Regions from separate parts of the Mus musculus genome. Here all the other regions are linked to region 1. A link is a contact called in public Hi-C and promoter capture Hi-C data. All regions are on one chromosome and are shown on one strand. The core of a region is the stretch at or near the end of the contact, and the rest is flanking DNA. Distances in the headings are between cores, read along the strand shown.

Evidence for each region. Promoter capture Hi-C pulls out the DNA fragments that hold promoters and counts their contacts. Hi-C and Micro-C count contacts between places; a contact is called where the count stands out from the background.
Region 2: a promoter capture Hi-C map of pre-B cells shows a contact between it and region 1. The contact joins the promoter of Mybl2 here to the promoter of Dhx35 in region 1.
Region 3: a contact with region 1 is called in a Hi-C map of B cells, with 9 read pairs. The contact joins the promoter of Srsf6 here to the promoter of Dhx35 in region 1. A contact is called at or near these places in 1 of 39 promoter capture datasets (pre-B cells) and 2 of 484 Hi-C or Micro-C datasets (B cells and CD4 T cells).

Annotation. Positions count from the first base shown.
Region 1 is chr2:158,792,131-158,797,134 of GRCm38.p6, reverse strand. It overlaps Dhx35 (DEAH (Asp-Glu-Ala-His) box polypeptide 35), which reads right to left and starts at 2,328. Exons shown (of 22, transcript NM_001372513.1): 1 at 2,207-2,328. The coding sequence starts at 2,246.
Region 2 is chr2:163,051,862-163,056,865 of GRCm38.p6, reverse strand. Mybl2 (myeloblastosis oncogene-like 2) reads right to left here and starts at 2,231. Exons shown (of 14, transcript NM_008652.2): 1 at 2,018-2,231. The coding sequence starts at 2,037.
Region 3 is chr2:162,929,120-162,934,123 of GRCm38.p6, reverse strand. Srsf6 (serine and arginine-rich splicing factor 6) reads right to left here and starts at 2,616. Exons shown (of 6, transcript NM_026499.4): 1 at 2,347-2,616; 2 at 1,982-2,130; 3 at 574-698; 4 at 262-470. The coding sequence starts at 2,453.

The sequences.
Region 1 (5,004 bases), core at 1,079-3,578:
CAGGGAAACCTTTTTTTTTAAATTTACCTGTAGTGAGTGTGTGTGTGTGTGTGTGAGAGAGAGAGAGAGAGAGAGAGAGAGAGAGAGCGAGCAAGCACATGTATGGAGATCAAAGGACAATTTTGTGGAGTCGCTCTATCCACCATTACATGACTTATGAGGATCAAGCTGGTGCCCTAAGGCTCTCACAGAGAGCACCCTTGCCTCTGAGCCATCTCACTGGCCCAGAAGCTCAGATTCTTTAACTCTTGAAAGACATTTCAAGATGAAGTCCCTTCCTACCTTTCCAGCACCATCTCCTGCCACACCCCAAATATACCCACATATACCATCACAGTACTCCATACTGGGGGTTTGGGGACATCCTTAATACACAAATCCTTTCAATGGCCTGGAGAGCCATTCTCTACCTCACCATAAACAAGCCATAACAAACTTGTTTCAGCGCTCAGTGTTCGCTCCAAAACCATTACCATCTCTACGACGCAGCCAATTCTTCACACTGCACTTTCCCTCCCTCTCCTATACCTTAATACAATTATAATAGCTGTGTACCTAGCACCACGGGTGTTTTGTGCATTGTCTCATTTAATCCTCACAGCAATCCTATTATGACAAATGACCGATAAGGAAGCAGAGACTTGGAGCACTTGTGTGGCTCTGCAAGTCACCCAGGCAGGGAAGGCACTGCAGTCCAGTACTTGAGGCCATCTTCCTTACAGCACCCCTCTGCCTTGCTTAGCATTCTTCTCATGGACACGTAACTTGGAGAGCACACCTTGAGAGCTGAGCCCAGGCATGTACGTGTTCACGACCTGACTGACGACAGAAGTGTACTCTCGATACAGTAATGGACTAAACAATGGGACAGACTTGTAGAACAGTTCAGAACAGTTCCAGGTTCTTTAACCAAAATGGTACCCGGGTCTGAGTTTTGGCAATTTATCCAAGCCTCTATTAGACTTAACTCTTTGGTCTGCTGGTTAACTCTTGAATAAGTTGGTAACTCATTACTTACTGGGGTGGACAATCAGCTGATGCCTGAAAATGCTGAGTCATGAAAGTGACAAACGAGAGAGTCAGGGTATGTCTTTGTGACCCTGGCTGTCCTGGAATATACACCAGACTGGCCTCAAATTCAAGAGATCCTCCTGCCTCTGCCTCCCAAGTGTTGGGATTACAGCCATGGACTACCATATCCAGTTCAGATTTAAAAAAAAAAAAATAATTATGTGTCACCTTCATGAGTTTATTTCTCTAACACTTAGGCACATGGTCAGATTTCCAGGGAGCATCTAAAACACTCTTTAAAAGCTGTCCCTTGTTGCCTTTTCTGTCTCAAACTATCATCATCACAATATAATGTATACACCCAGATCTTCTGGAGTGCAGGTAGAGGAGAAAAAAAGAAAATGTGTAAAAAAGTAAGGGCAGAGGCTGGTACCAGTTAAGAAACAGTGTTTTGGTTTAGCTTGGTTTGGTTTAGTTTATAAGAAAAGCGTGAACAAAAGGCGCATCCTACACAGATCATGGTCTGGTATTTCAACAAGAACCCGACCTGAGAAAATGCAAAAACAAAAGATGGTGACTTGTTAGCCTACAAAACAGGAAAAGTGACAGCCACTAGGAAGGAGGGCGTTCACTTTGTGGTAAACATTCAGAGTGGGCAAGACCTACCCTAAAACACTGGAATACATTTTCTCTTTTATGAGCCATTAAGTCGGACTACGTACTCCCCCTACTCCACGCCCACGGGACAGGTGTTCGTATTCCGCCCACTTCCCAGGTGAGGGGAGCGATGTTCTGAGGGATGGGGGCAGAGTTCAAGGTTCTCCATCTACTGATGCAAGGCAGAGAGGCAGCCTTGAACCTGGGCGCTCTGACTCCATAACCCAAGCTTCTAAGCCACTGAGCTGCACTGCCTCTCGAGCCCCAATGCTGCCCCAGGACTTCAGCAAGATACACACGGGCGCTTCAGGACTCTACATCTCAAGAGGTGCCGAGGAGGCTAAGAAACTCCAACAAGGTCACCCAGAGTTTCCGCCCAGCTTAGGGAGGCCTTTGACTTCCTCCGGACCACCGTGGGCTGCAGCATCCTTGCGCGCGGAGGAGTGGTGCCCAGCCCTCCCCCGGTCAGGCCCACGGGTGGGTCCCCAGGCCGAAAGTCATGTCCGGGCATCTACCCAGGCTCCCTGCCCTGCCTTACCCGGTTTCCAGAATTTCACTGGTCCCAAGGGCGCAGCCATGCTGGGGTGAAAGGTCACGAAGAAGACTCCGCCCCTCTAGACCCGCGCGAGTCCCTCCGGGCTCAAGGGGCGTGGCCCGCCAGCAGCCTCCGCGGGGGCTGCGGGGGGCGGGTAGAGCGAAAAGAAGCCACGCCTTCCGGCAACACCCCCCCCCCCCACTATGGATCACGTGATCGCAGCTCGCTTTGGCTTGCCTTTGAGGGCCTCTCCTTGGCCCACGTGATGCCGCGCGGCCATATTGTCTCTCGGATTGGCTGCTCTACCCTGCTTGGACACTCTGGGTTGCCACTAACTTCTAGGAATGCGCTGCTGTGTTCCCAGGCTGTCACTCACCAGCGTTAAGAGTGTGAGCAGAGGCTGGGTTTCCCCGGTGAACTGAGAGATGCTCGTGTTTACATGCTATCGCAGCTGCGTCTCTTTTAGTCTCCTATTTTCATACTGAGAGATAATAGCGGTAACGACCTCCTGCGTCTGATGATTCAGTTAATGCTGCTGTGTTCCCTGGAACTGTAGCTTCTTGTTTCCCAGGCGAGGGTGGGGCTGGGTAAACTGTAAATGAATAAACGCTGGATAAACAGAATGATGCTTATTATCAGCAAGTAAAGCCGAAATGATACAGGCAACTTGTGGTCTTCAGAGAAATGTCGCAAAGTGGGAACGCAGGAGCACATTGGGCCGGAAGATGAGACTAGAAATCAGATCAGTGAGGCCAGTGCATTCACCCAGTGTTCCCTCCAAGGCAACCGTTTATAAATCAAATGCTCTTTTTCTACCTCCCCATCCCCCACCCCCACCTCCCGCACATCAAGTCATTGCAGGACTAGGTGCATCCTCTCCCACTAAGACAAGACAAGTCAGCCCAGTTAGGGGAATGGGCTCTGCAGGCAGGCAACAGACTCGGGGATAGCCCCTGCTCCAGTTGTTGGGGGACTCTGCATCAGATACAGCCCATGCTCGCTCTTTGGTTGGTAGTTCAGTCCCTGAGAGCCCCCAAGGGTCCAGGTTAGTTGACTCTGGTGGTCTTCCTTTGGAGGCCCTGTCCTCTTCTGGGCCCTCAGTCCTTCCCCCAACTCTTCCACACACTCCTCCCCCACTCCCACCCCCATCCTCAAGCTCCATTTAATATTTGGCTGTGGGTCTCTGCATCTGTTTCCATCCTCTACTGGATGGAACAGTTGTGCTGGGCTCAAGGAAGCCACAAATTAAGAGGCTTTAAAATCTATACATTTTTAGAGCTCCAAAAGAAAATGCTTCATTCTTTGAGGGAAATGGCAAATTACGGAAAGCGTTGGAAACAAGTAACCCTGATTCAGAATCCTTAGCTTGCCCATCACCTGGCTGACATTTAAGCTCAGTTGTAAACTGAGCTTTAAAGAAGTGTTAAAGGAGATGAGGGGCAGAGGACCTAACACAGTGCAAGACACTGCAGGCACTAGGTCGGAATCGGCTCTCATTAGCTCAACTGCCAGGGCAAATATACCACACGAGCAAAATCTGAGTTTATGTCACGTTCGTTTCTAGATTTGATTTGTTTCCTTAATAATTAAATGAAGTTCAGCACATGCTAATCCTTCTGTGGAGAATGCTTCACCCCTGCTTTAGATCCTTGAAGGAGCAGCTCCAAGACCTCTCTCCTTCCACTATCAAACATTCCCCCTGTAGAGTAGGACTTGCAAGCCGATTTTACCCTAAGACTTGTGCAATTGAACTAAAGTTAATCTGCCTCTCTTTTTATGCTGGGAATTCCTTTTTTAAAATAATTTTATGTATATGATTTTGCCTACATGTAGGTGTATTTTTTTATATTTTCATTAAAGTCCTTCATATAGAAAATAACATTTATACATGAAAAACGCCTTTGTAGCCAGGCGGTAGTGGTGCACGCCTCTAATCCCAGCACTTGGGAGGCAGAGGATGGTGGATTTCTGAGTTCGAGGCCAGCCTGATCTACAGAGTGAGTTCCAGGACAGCCAGGGCTATACAGAGAAACCCTGTCTCAAAAAAACTAAAACAAGAAAGAAAGAAAAATGCCTTTGTAGACATTATGGATGCAAGTGGTAGAAAACCAATATCAGGTCAGTAGAAATGCTTCGTGCAGCAGGCGTGGTGACTTGCACCTGTAACCCTAGCACTGGGAAAGCTAAGGCAGGAGGATCCCCAAGAGTTTATGGCCAGGTTGGGGCTACATAATGAGATCCAGGCCAGCATGGGCTACAGGGTGAGACTAGCATAATGAATAAAAGTAGTTCATAGATATTAAAAAGTCTATGAGTATCTGACCGAAAGACATCAGGACATGTGACATAGCCAGAACTCTGTGTTCTGCTGCCTTCTCTCTCAGGTGTAATGGGGTGACAAGATAGCCAAATCAATGTCTCAAATCTTTTTAGCATCAGACATTTCAAAAGAAAATTCTCTGGTAAAGCCATCTCTATCTGCCCTGTGTATCCATCCCTGAATCAATCAGTGGTGCGAGAGAATATGATGGACTGATTTGCTGAGGACTAGATCACATGTCCCAGCCCCAGGGCCAAGTCCAGCCAGCCTCACTAGAACCACAAAGAGCACTGGAGACAGGATGGCTCCTCACAAATCTTGGCACGTTTATCTAAGGATTAATGAACGAGGCTAAAATGATCTGTCTACTGCACCCAATCATATATCCTTGCACTACAGCAGCTAGCTCTTAAAGAAACCAGACCAGACAGATGTCCCCTAAAGAGATGGTTCATAGAACTGCTTTCCACAATTGTGCTGT
Region 2 (5,004 bases), core at 982-3,481, 4.3 Mb before region 1:
CCTCCCTGTCACTCCTACACACATACAAGCACTCTGGAAAGCCAGGTCCAGCCCTCAGCCCCAACCTCTGCTCTTGACTTCACCCACAAAGGTCAGCTCCAACTTCACATCCTGGAATTTGGCACAGAAAAGGCCTAAAGAAATATTTGCCCAGGGAAGGAGTGGATTTGTGAATGAATGGATACTTGCAAAGATGCTGCCTACGAAACAATTCTAAAAAAAAATCCCGACGAAAACGAAAAGAAGTTCCTAAGCCTAGCAATACGCGTCACAGAATCCAGAAAGCAGATTTGTATTGTCAGTGCTGACCCAATGCACGCCCCACCTACCATTGTAAAGCAGGAGGCAAAATCTACTAAACATTATCAGTTGAGTTTGCTTCTCCAAAACCCAGCACGAGGCCCAGATTCTATTAGAAGCTCAGCCGGTGTCCTAGGGAAAAGGCTCTGTGTAAGAGAGCCTGAAGCCTCAGTGCTGTGTAATAGTGACAGTATTTGGAGGGCGGGGGTCCTTTGAGATAGGTATCTCTATGTTGCCTTGGCTGCCCTGGAACTCACTCTGCAAACCATGCTGTCCTGTATACTGAAGAGATTCACCTGCCTGAGTGCTGTGATTAAAGACATGTGTTGCTGCTACCCGGCATGGTCACACTATTAAACAGATGGGAGTATCCATCAGTCACACACCTTCTTGCGCATTCTCAAGGGCTCCATTTAACAGACGGGAAAAGTGAGGCCGACAACGATTATGTCACACCAAGCTCCACATTTTTACACCCTAACCTCCCTAGGAACCGTAGCATGAAAAGCAGAGGCCAGTGTGCTGTTTAAAGAAAAGTCACACTTTTGTATATACACATACCCTTTCTCTTGCCCTTGTACGTTCTGGGCTATGCTCCAGGGAAAGGTGAGTCAGAGGCCAAGAGGGAAGTGGGCCACTGGGGTACAGGGAGTCACACCATGTGGCAGAGAAAGGCTCGTGAGGATGCAGGGGCACAGAGTCCACACTTCACAAAAGAGACCCTCAGATAAGCCCGGGGCTCTGGGATTAGTACTTCCAGATGCCCTTCCTGGGCACTGAACTGTCCTAGACACCGGGGCATGGGAAGCCACCCTGATCAGCACCCACAGACCAAACCAATACCCAACCCAGCCACGAAGAACTCTGCAAGTAAGCAAGCAGGCATCTCTGTGCCTTATCTTCATCCTAGGCCAGGTTCGGCCATCTGAAGACGGTGGAAAGGCGTTCTGAATTGGAAAGACCCAGAAGGAACACAGCAGAACCCAATTATCCCACGCCTTAGAAAGGCTGGAAAGCCCCGCGATTAGGCCCCAGATACACAGGTGTCCCAAAAGTCCAGACTTGACCCAGCCACCTAACCTCTAGGGAACTAAGAGGGAAACCCAGTTCCTGCCTTTGGCTCAGAGGCTGCTAGCAGAGCAGTCTCGTTGCACACCAATAGTCTTTACTCATCCCCAACTGCCCAAAACTAGCGTGGGACAGGAAGAAGGCTTCTGAAACCAAACCGAACCGGCCGCCGAAACCCCATGAGACAACGAATTCCCCGTCTCGCATCCCGCGGAGGGCCCAGGGGCTTTGTGCTTCCCGGAATGCTAACAAGAAAGGAACGCCAGCAAATTCGAGCCACTCTTGATCGACAAGTGTCTCCCAGGCTTCTGCCTTCCACTCGCTGCGACAAGGGGAGACATTCTCCCTACCCAGTAATGGGCCTCCAGCTGACACCGCGAGCGACAGCCTTCCTTCCCCACCCTGCAATTAGGCGGGAGATGATGGACCTCACCCAGGGCTGGGACCCGGTCTAGAGGGGGAACCCGCGCTTTCAGACTCCCGGGCCCAGGAGGCCCAGGAACCGAGCGAGGGGGTCCCGATAGCCTCTTAACGTGGCGCGCGCCCCTGCATCGGGCGGCGCAGGGTGCATTTCTCCCGGGGATCCCCATCTCACGCTTGCCGACCCAAGGAGAAGGGAGAGGACCCCAGCGCGCCCGCAGCCTCTCACCAGCGCGTCCGCCGAGACATCCCCCCGGCCCGGACCCCGCCGCACCCTTACGCCCGCCGGCCGAGCCCGGAGCGGGAGCCGGGCCGGGGTCAGGACTCAGGCTGCTCGAGCCGCTCCGGGCCCCAGGCGGTGCTCTCAGGCGTCAGCGTGTCTGCAGGTCTGGTCGCACGTTCCCAGGAACTGCAGCTGCCTAGGGAGCGCACAGAACCACTTTCCTATCTCCCGCCAAGTGCGTCGGCGCCGCCCGGCCCTGGCGCGCGAGCGCAGGGGCGGAGCATACGGAAGGGGCGAAGCGTACAAGACACGAGGGGCGGAGCCCGCGCGCCAGAACCCTAGGAGGGGCCTACTGTAGGGGCGGAGCCCAAGCATGGGGAAGAGGGGAGTGGTTTACCGGAGGGCAGAAACCGAATGTGCAAGCGGGCAGATGCTCTGTTAGTTGGCAATCTACTGTGTCCAGATACACCTACCTTAGGGATTCAATGAGGCGCGAGGCCTGGCTCTGTGTGAATCTTAGATAGACCCCGAGCCACACACATAGCAAAGACTGGAAGAACTGAATAGGAGAAACTTCCCGCCCAAATTGTCACTGCTTGGGACGGTCCAAGCCACTATCCCTAGAGCCCCCATGCTCCCTTTGACTGGGTTTGTATCTTTTCCTTTGCAAGCCTCTTGCTTCTTCAGCTGCCTCAGAGAGACCCAGCTCAAAATCCCAACATTTCTCTCACCAAACTTAAACCTCTCTTCTGTCCGGGTTAAATCTTTGTAACTCCATTTAGTAACGGCCTTCCAGATCACCACGCCAAGACACAGAGAGGCGAAATTAAGTCTTGCAGCTTTTGCTTGGGCCGTATTTGGACCAGGAACTCCCCACATCTTCCCCGACTGGGGTCTCCTGCCCATCTGCTTGCATTTGTGCGCATTTCCTCTGCTGAACTGTGAGCATTCTGGGATCCCAGCAGCCTTTCCTAGGAAATGTATTAAGCCCAGGGGGAAGGCTTGTTGGCTTACGTTCAATTTCTGATGGCAAGGGTTGTCTCTTTCAGGTTGTCATTTACTACCTAAAAACTGAGTGTCATCTTACTGGGACTCCCTGAAAGGATAGGAGCCTGGAAGAACCCCAGCCAAATGCCCTTTAGGCTCAGGCCTCAGATCTCTTTCCAAAAACTGCTGGCCCCTTTTAGACAGTACAACTCCGAAAACTTCATTTACTACAGAAGGATGAAGACTTGAAAGCTACAAGTTTTCACCTGGCTTAATTCAAGGCTTCCCCCCACCCCTCTCCCTTCAAAGGAGTTCATGTGGATCGCTGCTCTTCACGGCTAGTGTGCTTTACAGTGAGATCTCCTCGGGGGTGATTCCCAGCCTACCTTTCCCTAGTTCCATTATCTCAAATTATCAAACTTCTCCATGCCTGCTTCCTCACCTACAAAAACAGTTCATAGAAACCTTTGATCTTCATAACAACCCAATGAGTTATATGCTTGTATTACCCGATAGCAGATGGAGAAACTGAGGCACTGACTTCCCCAAACTGTAGTTCTAGAGTTTATAGTAAGGAAAGGGGTAAGGAAAGGGCAAATGGCTTTCCTCCTAGCATCTTTGGCTTGTTTGCAAATTAAATGGATAGGAAATAGATTAACGGGAGGAAACTCAGGTTTAATTACTTGCATATCCATTGGAGTCCTGTAAAATAATGACATCATACAAAGGCTCAGACGTTTGAAGCTTCCTGGGGTACAAAAAGGAATGAGGTCCAAGGACTTCTGTAGGAATGGTGGTGACACAAGCTAACTAGGGATAAGGAAAGGAATTATGTGGCAAACAGGTGGTCTTGTCATGCAGATAAAAGTCTCCCAGTTAAAAGAAAGATATAGGCATCAGCCGGTTCCTAGTACAGAATGCAGGCTAACGCAGATTTCCTTTACAAATGTAAATTTCTTTTACAAAAGGACTGCCTTGCAAAGTTATTTCCTTGTCTATAGTCCCTGCAGAATAACCAGGTCAAAGCATGTTGGAGAAGTGGGAGATTATTTTCTCCTACACTTTATTTTGGGGTACTGTGTACAAACCTTTAACTCTAAGCAATACAAGTACATGAATATGTATAAGGCACATATAAGTATTATATCACTGTTAGGTGGCTTTTGTTGCTGAGGGTAGACCTAGGCCACCCTACATGCCTTACTCAACCCCTGTAGCCTTTCTGCTGGTCCTATGATTATATTCTGCCTTTACCTGTCTTCACACTTGCCCTCTGAAGTCCAAGAAGCTGCTCCGCAGGCTGCACACACACTCCCTCAGATTACCAATCTCCTTGTGAGCAAAAGCAGGGCCTAGAAATTTGCACAAGGTAAGTGCCTGAGGCAAAATGCAGAGAGCAGATGCGGAGTCCACATGGGACCAGAAACTGGAGCCAGTTAAACAGGACACCAGAGCTAGAGGAGCCTGGAGATCAGGGTTGGGGCAGCAAGGTCACTCCAGTGTCACAAGGAATCTGGTGACCTCCACCAGTGTGTCCTCTAGTTATCAGCAAGTCAACACATAACCCCTGGGGAGAGCATTCCTAGAATCCCGGGGCAGTCAAACCTGGGAGTGGTCTCTCGGCTCAGAACGGATAACAGAATTGCATTGGGGGAGGGGGCCTGGAAGTACCTTCTTGGGAAGGAAAGGCTCTAGTCATTTAGCCATTCAATTATCTGTCCTGGGCTTCCAAATCAAGGCTATTCCTTTGTCAAGAAGACAAAGATCAAATCTTGTTAAAATACTCTTGGCCTAGCAACAAGAAGGACACAAAGTTATTGACTGATGGTAAATAATAAGTAGGATCACCTGCCTGTGTCCAGAGTCCCAGCATCCATCTACTGAGCAACTTTTGTTTTGGTTTTGCTTTGCTTTGTAGGGCCACACTTCAAACTCTGGGCCTTTGCCTGCCAGGCAACCAACCTATAAACAAGCTCCACCCACTAAGCAAACTAAGACAAAAAGCC
Region 3 (5,004 bases), core at 1,367-3,866, 4.1 Mb before region 1:
CTGAGTTCAAATCCCAGCAACCACATGGTGGCTCACAACCATCTGTTACAAAATCTGATGCCCTCTTCTGGAGTGTCTGAAGACAGCTACAGTGCACTCACATATAATAAATAAATATATAAATAAATCTTAAAAAAAAAAAAGGAATATGTTTTAACTACCCATCTGTGGCTAGAATATCTGCTTACTACAACCAAGAAACACCGTAAATACAACTAGGCAACAACTGGAAATGACAAGCCTCCCCCCAGCCCTCGTTACCTGGATCTACTGCCAGAGTAGGAGCGCCTATGGCTTGTTCTTGGCTTATCTTCAATAAGCCTAATATTTCTGCCATTTATTTCTGTACCATCCAGTTTATCCAAAGCACGCTTCATGTCGGAGTAGGATCTAAATTCAATCACACCCTCATTTGTTCGTTCTTTGTGAGCATCTGCATAAGTCACTTCTCCTGCTTGCCGCATGAAATCCTAAAACAGTTAAGACTGATAAGCTCCAGAAATCTAAAGCAAGACCACGTAGCCAACTCTTAAGGAAAGTAACTGCTCTGTCTTTAAAACCCCAGGTACATACCTTTAAGTCTTGCCAACTGCAACGACTAGACAGATTTTCTACAATAAGCCTGTACTCTGTACGAACAGGTGGTCCATATTTGTCTCTGCCAGAAGTTCTCCGACTGCTGTATCCACCTCCACCACCTTTATCACATGAAGGGAGTAATTAGATGCGTTGCAATGACAGGCATGCATGTTTTTGAAAGTTAGTACAAACATAGCAACGTTTATTACTGGAGTAGGACTTTGCTATTATACTGCTAAACCCTCGATACATTTGTGATTTGCCACAAATTAAATTAAGGGCAAGTCAAATAGACTAAATCCAACTAAACCTCTCCTACAATCTGTTAGAGAGTGACTGCTCCTTTATTCAATTTACCTCGCTAAGTTTTATTTTACAGAACATTGTAAAATATAAAACTTAACTGATTACATGCATTTCTACATTTTACAAAAATGTTTACTAGTTACACTAAGTACTTACATCACAGTGTGAGGTTTTTGGTGGTGGTTTGGCCACAAAACACGCAAGGTAACAGTCACCTAGTTCAGATTAACCAGTTTTGTCTAACCCTTGGAATCCTCACCATCACCCTGCGTCTAATGGCAAAAGGCTGCTGTCGTCATGGCTTCCGGTAAGGTCAGCCAAAGGGTCATAGGGCAAGGGTCACACAATGTATGGAAAAGCCAAGGCCAATCAGGAAAGGCAGTCATCTTAGCCTCAGTGGACACAGCCTCAGCCCCATTGGTCACTTTCAAATTGAAACATCAAGGACTTGTTAAAAAGTTGGAATTCAACATGCAACAATTTCAACATTAAACATTTCACATAACCAAAATCCCCCCAACCCCCTCCCAGTAACATGCCCCAACTATTTCAAATACAGCATAAAGCTTATTTAGATTTACTTTGTGGTACTATGCCACATTACTTAGTTTAAAATGGCATTTTCTTTGCCCCCCCCCAATCAAGCCTCCCAGCTCCTAAGACTTAGACTTCAAGCTCCTCCCCTTTCCCCGCCCCCTGCCCCACCTCCACCCCAGCCTTCCTAGAAACTTCCTCAATGCTAACAAGCACTGACAGATAAGCAAGGGGGCATACTACAAATACAGCCAGCCCTCGCTTTCAATGGCAGAACCCAAGTCAGTGCCAAAGAGGGCCAACTGAAGCCACTCCTTCCAAACTTAAGTCAACCGGCCACCCGACCCCATTCCCCGCGCTCCGGTGTCCCACGGCTACCCGGGCATGCGTGGAGGTAGAGGGGCCCCGGGAACACCCAGGGCCGACAAGCCCCGGCCTCCGCGCCTGCCCGGGCTGGGGAGGTCCCACCCTGCCCACCCAAGTGACTGCACCCGCCCTGCGCCCCCAACCCCCGCCCCCCCCAGGTACCCAGGACGCGGAGCGCGCGGGGGTAAGGACTCACTGCGGCTTCCGTAGCTGTAGCCATCGCGGTCGCGGCGCGGGCCCCGGGCGTGCTCTACGATCACGCGCTCGCCGCACAGCTCCTTGCTGTTGAGCTCGTACACGGCATCGTCGGCATCCCGGGAGTCCTCGAACTCCACGAAACCGTACCTGCGGAGGGGCGGAGCGCGAGCCGCGCACCGGCGGGCGGGCGTGTCGTTAGCCGGCGCCGCGCGCTCCCGCGCCCTCCCCCGCGCGCGCGCGCTCGGGGCGCCGCCGCCGCCGCCATTTTAGAGGCCCTGCCACGCGGCGCCGCGGCCTTGGCCGCCTCGGGTCCTTGGGGGACCTCTCTCCGCCGCGGGGCGCGGCCTCCCAGACCCGACTCACCCATTTTTGAGGTCGATCTCGAGGAGGCGGCCGTAGCCGCTGAAAAAGCGCTGGATGTCCTTCTCGCGGACGTTGTAGCTCAGGCGTCCTATGTAGACGCGCGGCATGGCCGTGACCCACGGGTGTCCTCCGGGAGGCTGGCGGAGGGGCGGCGGGCCGCGGGGCAGGGCTGCGGTGCGGGTGCGGGGACGGCGAAGGCCCGAACACGCGCCTCACACCGCAGCGGCGGCCGAGTCAGCCACACAATGGTGCGCGCGCGCGCGCCGGCCTACGCTATAAGTGCCCGGGGGCGGGGCGCGGCGCGGCGCAGCGCGTGACGTCGTCGCGCAGCACGTCCTCTCCCGCGCCGCGGGCCGCTCCGGATGTGTTGGGGCGGCCCGCGGCGCGTGCCGTGCTTGCTGGGAGTTGATTTCGCTACTGTCATGTCCCCTGGCGCTGTGCAGCCATCAGCGTAAACAGCCGAGGCCCGGACCTTTTGAGTCGTGCCTAATAAACTGTTCTTGTGCCCAGGCACGCGGAGAACGAGTTTTATTTCTCATTGGTTGTCCGGGCTGTCAGTCTAGGCCATCTTGGTCTCTGATTGGTCTACTAAAAAAAAAGAGGTTGCTCTTTCCCTTCAGCGGGTAGCTCGCACTGGTTTCGTTGAGTACACGCTCTTGGGAGTCGGACAGTTCCTTAGTTTCTCAGCGGCTCGGGATCTGTCCCCGAGGTTTAGTGACCAGCGGGGGAGGTGCTGTGGCTGGTCTGGGTGGCATCCCTCCCTCTGCTCGGAGCTCTGACAGCTCTGAATCCCGCGCTCGCCGCGGCCGTTCACAAAGGGAGCATGGCTGGGCCCCATGGTCCTCCAAGACCCCCTATCCCCTTTCCTATCCATACTGTCCTTAACCTGGTTGGATCCGAAGGCAAACTATTTATAAAGCAGAAATACACACTTAGGAGTTTATGGAGGTGACATCTAATGCTGTAGAGTTAAACAAAACAGCCCCACTGCCCTGGAGTAAAGTTAATTGACTATCAAGGAGCATGCCTTGGGAGTATTCAAAGCACGGCGAAGGTTTGGCTAGAGAGGTAAGGAAACCGAAAGCAGAGCACGGTGTGATAAAAGCTGAGAGAAAAGACTGCCATTGAGTTAGTACCTGCTCTTTAGGAATTTGTTTTCTGCCCAGAATCTGGGCAGCCTCAGGCTTTTCAGCTATAATGAGAGAAGATTCTGTCCTCTGGGGCAGACCGGCAATGTTGATAGCACACAGGGAGATGTGTTAATAGTATTCTCGAGGGAAGAGAACGTCCTTAAGTTAGAAATATAAATATATATATGTAGACAGCTTTTAAAAATATTCATGGAACACAGAATGAAGTCAACACATAACAGTTTTATCAAATTGTCAATTTCTAAAAACTTGTTAAAATTTATTTGTGAGTGGTGAGAAGACTGAAGCCGGTAAAGGTGCTTGCTGCCAAGCTGGAGGACCCGACTTTGATCCTAGAGACCCACACGGTAGAAGGAACAACAACAACAACAAAAACAATTCTTGCAAGTTGTCCTCTGACCTCCTGATGCGTGTCATGCCTTCAATAAATAACTAAGTGTGATGATAACACATTTTAAAATTATTTGTAAAAGCAAACACACATCTGGATTCCACACGAGACGAAAAAGCCAGTATTTGTCATTCTCCTACCCTATTACCATATTTTGTTCCCCTCTTCCCTTATCCTTGTTTCCTTCACATAGTTCCCTTTCTACTTTCATGTTCTACACACACACAAGACAACCCATGAGATCATTTATCTTCCAAAGTTCCTAGTTGGATCAGCAGCACTGGGGAGTCCTGTTGCCGACCTAACTTGGTACTTTGCAAAAGCAACAAACTGAAATGACAAGTGCGCAGCATGAGAGTCTATTTATTTTTTTAGTGGGCTGGGGGAGGGAAAAGCCAGATAGTCAGGTGCAGTATCTGATGCCTGTTCTCAGCATCCGGGAGCTGAGGAAGGAGGACTGCTATGGGTTCTAGATTAGCCTTGGCTAAGTTTGAGGCATTGTCTTAAAAACAAGGAAGGGAAGGGTCTGTTGGGAAACTGCTTGCTTCTGGAGCTTGACCGTTCCTGTGGAATGACACCTGAGGTGACCCTTGGCCTCCACACTTGATGCACATGCTAGTTTGGAACTCCAGAGCCTCAATATCAATGAGAGCCAGTTCCTACAGGTTCGCTCACCACATCTCCCTCCCACCCCCAACTGATTCTGTTACCATGTGAAATCTCAACTAACACAGCCACCCCAGAGTATTTGTGTGGAATGCAGCAGAGGCTGCTCTGGGAAGTTCTGCCCAGAGCATCTGACTGATGGCCCATCCATGCCATCAGTCTGATAGATAGATCTCTGAGGCTTGTCTGCGGGAGATTTGTGTAAACGGTGCCAAGCCAGTCCAAACCCTCATTTAAAATCTTCTGAGCCAGGTGCGGTGGTGCACACCTGTAACACCAGCAGATCAGACTTCCGGGCAAGAGGATCAGTCAACTGAGCAAGGCGCTGGGGATATGGTTCAATGGTTTGCTGCCGAAGACCTGACCTGGGTACCTAGAATGAAATTCAAGTATCTCACAAACACCTATAACTCTAGTTGCAGGGGGGAATCCAATGCCTCTGGCTTTTGT